Regions from separate parts of the Pan troglodytes genome. Here region 1 is linked to region 2. Evidence: chromatin contacts called from public capture Hi-C data. All regions are on one chromosome and are shown on one strand. The core of a region is the stretch at or near the end of the contact, and the rest is flanking DNA. Distances in the headings are between cores, read along the strand shown.

What was found. Capture Hi-C pulls out chosen DNA fragments and counts their contacts.
Region 1: a contact with region 2 is called in a capture Hi-C map of stem cell-derived neural stem cells, with 2.5 times the contacts expected there. The contact joins two enhancer-like sites. A contact is called at or near these places in 2 of 7 Hi-C or Micro-C datasets (induced pluripotent stem cells and stem cell-derived neural progenitor cells) and 1 of 1 other capture datasets (stem cell-derived neural stem cells).

The regions. Positions count from the first base shown.
Region 1 is chr1:39,889,906-39,892,934 of NHGRI_mPanTro3-v2.0_pri, reverse strand. No RefSeq gene overlaps it. Among named protein-coding and RNA genes, the nearest start is that of MIR205, 210 kb to the right of the region's middle. Within about 2 kb of position 1,519, at least 4 of the 24 cell types and tissues checked have an H3K27ac peak or open chromatin away from gene starts, as enhancers often do. A contact at or near this core is called in stem cell-derived neural stem cells, where this site is marked.
Region 2 is chr1:39,550,166-39,553,084 of NHGRI_mPanTro3-v2.0_pri, reverse strand. No RefSeq gene overlaps it. Among named protein-coding and RNA genes, the nearest start is that of CAMK1G, 23 kb to the right of the region's middle. Within about 2 kb of position 1,509, at least 1 of the 24 cell types and tissues checked has an H3K27ac peak or open chromatin away from gene starts, as enhancers often do. A contact at or near this core is called in stem cell-derived neural stem cells, where this site is marked.

The DNA.
Region 1 (3,029 bases), core at 270-2,769, 340 kb before region 2:
TTCTTTAACAGAGATCATAGAAAAGAATCTGTTGTGGTAGGAGTTCTGGCATCAGCCAGTCAGACTGAGGAAGAATCTTTGGAGGCATGAAGTCCTTCTAAGGGCCCTAAGCCTCGGGTCATCTTCTTCTGTGCCCAGTAGCAGGATTGTATCTGGCTCGTGGGGCAGGGCAACTCCTAGGGCTCAGATTTTTACCTTATTGGATGTTTCTATTCTTTATGTGTCTAAGTACATGGATTCCCTCACATAAAAAGTTGGATGAGTCATATGGAATCCCTAACTAGGAGGGAGATCAAGATATGGAAAGACATAGTAATAACTTATATATAGTAATACCTGCTATTGTATCCACAAATTGACCATGTGCTCACTGTATTAGGCTTTAAGCATATGTTGCTACCTTAATTCTCATAAATCCAGAGAGAAGTCTCAATTTATAGGTGAGAAAACTGACCAAAGGTAAAAAATGTTAAGATGTGTCCAAGATCACACCAACCAGTGGGTGGAGGTACTAGAATTGTTACCCGCTTGTTGCCTAGAGGCTTGGGCTCCTCCTTGCAGTCTATGGCCATAGGAGTCCTGAGGCAGGAGAAGCTCAGCCAGAGGGAGCCATTTTACCCAGGGGAAGCCATTCTACCCAAGGAGAACTGTTCTACCCACAAGAAGCCATTCTACCCAGGTGGAACCATTCCAGGTGGAGCCATTCTACCCAGGCCACCCGAGTGGAACCATTCTACCCAGGGGGAGCCATTCTACCCGGGGGGAGCCATTTTACCCCAGCAGGGGGGGAGTGGGGGGGTGGGGGGATAGGAGGTGGGGGGCGAGGGGGTGGGGGGGCGTGGGGGTGGGGGGGCGTGGGGGTGGGAGGGTGGGGGTAGGAAACTAGTCTACCTAAGGGGAACCCTTCTAGTCAAGGGGAATTGTTCTACCCAGAGGGAGCCATTCTATCCAGAGGGAGCCATTTTATTCAGAGAAAGCCATTCCACCTGGTGGGGATGTGAGAGGACTAACAAGCATGAGGCTGTTGCCCACCCAACTGGGGGTTTCACGTCCCTCCCATCTTCGTCTCCTGGAACCAAGAGGACTTAGAGCATAAACAGAGCCTCCTTCCGCCAAGGGAACACTGGCTCAGATGACTTTTTGTTAAAGTGGGTGTGTATTTTTGGAAATGTTCTGGAGCATAAGTGCATAAAACGCTGGGTCAGACAGTGCCTGGGGCTGTGCGTAGGGAGGAGACTGGGCACTCCAAAGAACGCTGGAGCAGCAGCTTCAAAAAGTGGTTTGATATTTTTTCCTCCTGATTTTGATCTTAAAAATGTCTGGAGCCCCAGACAGCCACCGGCAGCTTTGTGCAACAGGGGCTCTAACCACCACGACCTCAACAGCCACACTGCAAAGGCTTCTAGTTAACAGAACTCTTTTGTGTGATGGAAAGCGAGGGAAAGCGTGAGAGACAGGAAAACGCTGGGGTTGACAGAGACAGCTGGTTTCTGTGGCAAGGCTTCAGAATTGTCAACGGAAAAACACAGCGGAGACAGCGAGAAATGCTGAGGCGCTCTGTGTGATCCTGGAAGCATGTTCCTTCGGCTGGCCCTGACGGAGCCAGTTTTCTTCTTTCTGGACTGAGAAAGCAGATAACTCAGCTCCTGATCTCTCAATTGCTCTGTCTTTGACCAGTGACAAGATGGCATTGATGAGTTCCCGAAGGAGTCTGACTCCTCTTGGATGAATTTTTTTTAATTCTGTTTCTTGCTTCTTCTTTTCCAAGTAGTTTTTCATGAGCAGAGATGGCAGGAGCAGACATCGTGGTTATCCAGCCACCATTTGATCACGTTGTGGTCCCCATTTCAGTGACACCCAAAGGACATGAATTATGCTAAGTGTTTGGGGCTGCTGGGCACCCCTTTGCCAAGGAAAGCACTCAGCCCCAGGTCTGAGAGAGTTGTGGCAGCCACTCATGCCATGGATTTCAAAGATGCTAGGTTGGGTTTACTACCATCCCCCCAAACCCAACTTTCCAGCCTTTTCTACCCCTACACACACACATGTTCACACACATACACACACACACACACTCTCTCTATAGATATATATACACACACATACACATATATATACACATATGTGTGTGTGTATATATATATATACATATATATATATATAGGCCTGCCTGGGCCCATTAACATTGGTGCCAGCATACACCACTCTGGGGCCACTATATATATATATGTGTGTGTGTGTGTATATATATGTGTGTGTGTGTATATATACATATATATACACACACATACATATATAGTGACAATTCTGAATATATATTTTATATATATATATATAGTGTCTGTGTATGTATGTGTGTGTGCATTCACAGAGCCAAACATCGATCCCACATGCCTGAAATTTAGTTTTGAACTCTCCTATTCAAATTGCTTCCTAATGCAACATGGAAACCAGGATACATTTGAAAAGCAAAAAAGACTGGAAGGAAACTGTTACTAAAATATTAAGAATGGTTGTGTCTGGATGGAAGAATATAAAATGATATCCTTCCTATATTAATTTTATGTTATAAAATTTTTATGAGAATATATTTTTTTTTAATGAGGGACATTTAGATTTCTTAAATATAGAAAATCCAATAAGGGTAATATGTTCAGACCTTACCAAGTCTTGAATTTGAGAACTCTCTGGGGGAAAGGCCCTATAAAAAGTGATAAGAGTCATGTGCTTTTGGGGAGCAGAAATGTCCAGGGAGGTGAAGATGTGCTGAAAGGGGTTGTAGCAAGACCACAAGGGTGTATTTGATATTTTGAAATAAATTTTCTGGAGTCAGTCCCTGGCTTTAGTGTCTTTATCTGTAAAGTGAAAGCACTGCATTAAATGATCATGAAGATAGTTTGTAATGTACAATAACTAGAGTTTTGTCAGCCTTTAGTGTCCTGGGAGTTCTCAACTTCCTTTTATCCTCTCTTTTCTGTCTCTCTGTTTGGAATCTAGAAGGCAGTTCTAAGACCTTTAGATGAAAATCA
Region 2 (2,919 bases), core at 260-2,759:
CACTCTGTTGCCCAGGCTGGAGTGCAGTGGCATGATCTCGGCTCACTGCAACCTCTGGCTCTCAGGTTCAAGCGATTCTCCTTCCTCAGCCTCCTGAGTAGCTGGGATTACAGATGCATGCCACCACGCCCGGCTAATTTTTGTATTTTTAGTAAAGATGGGGTTTCACCATGTTGGCCAGGATGGTCTCGATCTCCTGACCTCATGATCCACCCGCCTCAGCCTCCCAAAGTGTTGGGATTACAGGCGTGAGCCATGGTGCCCGGCCTCTTATGTCCATTTCTTTTCTCCTGGAGAAAGCAGTGACCCTGTGGAGCAGTTTTTAAAGGTATGTGACCTTCTCAGGCTCTAACCATTCTATGCTGCAATAGCCTTTCTGTTCAAAAGAAAACTGAGTTGGGCCAGGTTTTTTATTATATGGACTGGTTTCATTTATTTAGGAAGGAGAGAAGGTGGAAACCTTTATTTATTGAATATCTGCCATGTGCTAGATACTGTGCAGGATGCTGTCTAGATAATCTCATTTATTAACAAGAAAAATCGAGATTATTGTCTGGGCCAGGTGGCTCACGCCTATAATCTCAGCACTTTGGGAGGAAGAGGCAAGCAGATCATTTGAGCTCAAGAATTCAAGACCCTCCTGGACAACATGAGGAAACCCCATCTCTACAAACAATACAAAAATTAGCTGGGTGTGGTGGTGTGTGACTGTAGTCCCAGCTACTCAGGAGGCTGAGGTGGGAGGATTGCTTGAACCCGGGAGGTTGAGGCTGCAGTGAGCTGTGATCCTGTCACTGCACTCCAGCCTGGGCAACAGAGAAAGACCCTGTCTCAATAAAGAAAAAAAAAAAAAGAAAAGATTATTTTTATATGTGGTGATTATTACACTAAGCATTTACTATGTACCAGACACAGAGCTGGAAACTTTACATAAGTGATTTAATCAATTTCTAGAATAATCCTATGAGGTGGGAATTATCTCATTTTTCAGATAAGAATATAAATCTTGCAAGACTAAGCAGCTAGGAAGGGACAAAAACCTCATCATGATGCCAAAAGCCACATTTCGACCTCAAGCATTGTCATTCCCATTTAAAAATGAGGGTCTGAGAGTCCCAACAAGTTGCCACGATCACAATTGGTAAGACCCAAGTCAGTCTGAGTCATTCATTCCTTATTTTATCCCAGATAGGAAGGAATTAAGGCACTGCCTGATAACAACAAATAGTCATGTTTACCTAGAACTCTCCAAGTACATTATTTGCCTTGCTTCTCTGCCAATGTTATAAAGTGGGCAGAATTGATTTTACTATGTTACTATCCCCCTTTTTTTTCTTTTTCTTTTTTTTCAAATGAAGGAACTGAAATACCCAGAACCTTTTCTGAAACTTGCATGGCCATCTTAGCATCCTTTCAGCTCCTGATAGGAGCAGTCTGACAGCTGTGAAAACCAAGCCTAGGCAGCTGATGCCACGAACACTGGGGCCCCTGAGCTCCCAGGGCTGGTACAGCTAAGCAAGGGAAAGGAGCCCCGACACACTGTCTTATGCTTTTGGCTATCACCGAAGGTGCGGGCTTCTAACTCACACTTCCCATCATGTAGGGAAACTGTGTTCACAGCCTCTCTCCTGGTTTTGAGCAGGAGCTTTTGGGCCCTGGCCCAGGAGTGTTTAGGAAAGGCGCATGCCTTTAGGGGTCTTGAGAAAATAATGTTAATGAGGAGGGGAGGTCGTACGAAAAGAGAGGCCTATGGCCTATGGTTAATGAGTCGAGGCGCTTGTTTTGTTGCTTCATAAAGTCAGGGTCTTCACTGGACTTTGCATAAGGGCCTGTTTTTACTAATTATGTCCCAGGCAATGGCAAGGGGCAGTCATTTAAACATAATGTAACATGTGCAAAAATTCTAACAGTAATCTGATTACAAGAGAACCAGAGCTGTGGAGCAGCATGCTAACGTTGATAGAACGGGCAAGAGACAGACCAACGGGAGGCAGGCCCTCCCCAGCGAGGCTCTTCTGTGAACTGCCTGCAGGAGCTCCCCAAATTCCCCTGCCTATCCTATCCCACTCTTCCTGGGAATGGTGCGTTCCAAGAAAAAATAAATGGTCTCATATGTGGGCTTTTTTTTTTTTTTTTTTTTTTTTTAGGATTAGAGAAGAAGAAGTAGCTTTTGTTTTGCTGGGGTTTTTTGTTGTTGTTGTTGTTGTTGTTGTTGTTTTCCCCCAGTTGGCTAAACATGACATCCAACCTACAGGCTTGGAAAACAACTTGACTAGCAGTCTGAGCAATTAGACAGGACAACAGCCTGGGGTATTCTCTCTTGGACTGGGGGAAGCCCAGGCTGTCTTTTCTTCCGAAATTTGTGGCAATCATCAAAAAAGAGCAGCTGTCAAATTCGCCTCCTGCCCCAGTGGGGCCACCAGGCCGCTGCAGTCTTTCTTTAATTGGTTTATTAATCTTATAATGCAATACCATCCTCTGTCTCATTGTTCCTCACTAGCTAACCAGGCCTGGACTTTGTAAATATGTTTAATTAAGCTCCCAAAGCCACAAGCCTTCTCTCTTCTTGGTTACGCTCTCCCACCAGGCCGACACCAGCCAGAACTGAAACAAACAACTGGCTCCATCCCCCTGTCCATCTGCTCCCACGTGGGGGTGGGGATGCAAGGGGAGGACATTCTGCAGGAAGAAATATCCCCCACCCTAGATGAGAGGTGCTGCCTTCCATGGCAGGAGGCCTGCTGTTCTGTGGGGAAACATGAACTAGGTGTTCCAGAGAGAGAGGAGAGAAAAGGACACCATTCAAACTTGTGGGTATAAATCTCTCTTTCTTCTAGACACCCACACGTGTTTGGGAAGGAAATCTCCCTGCTACAAAGGAGTGGCTCTTCTCTAATATTTTTTGAGCTCCCACCCTGG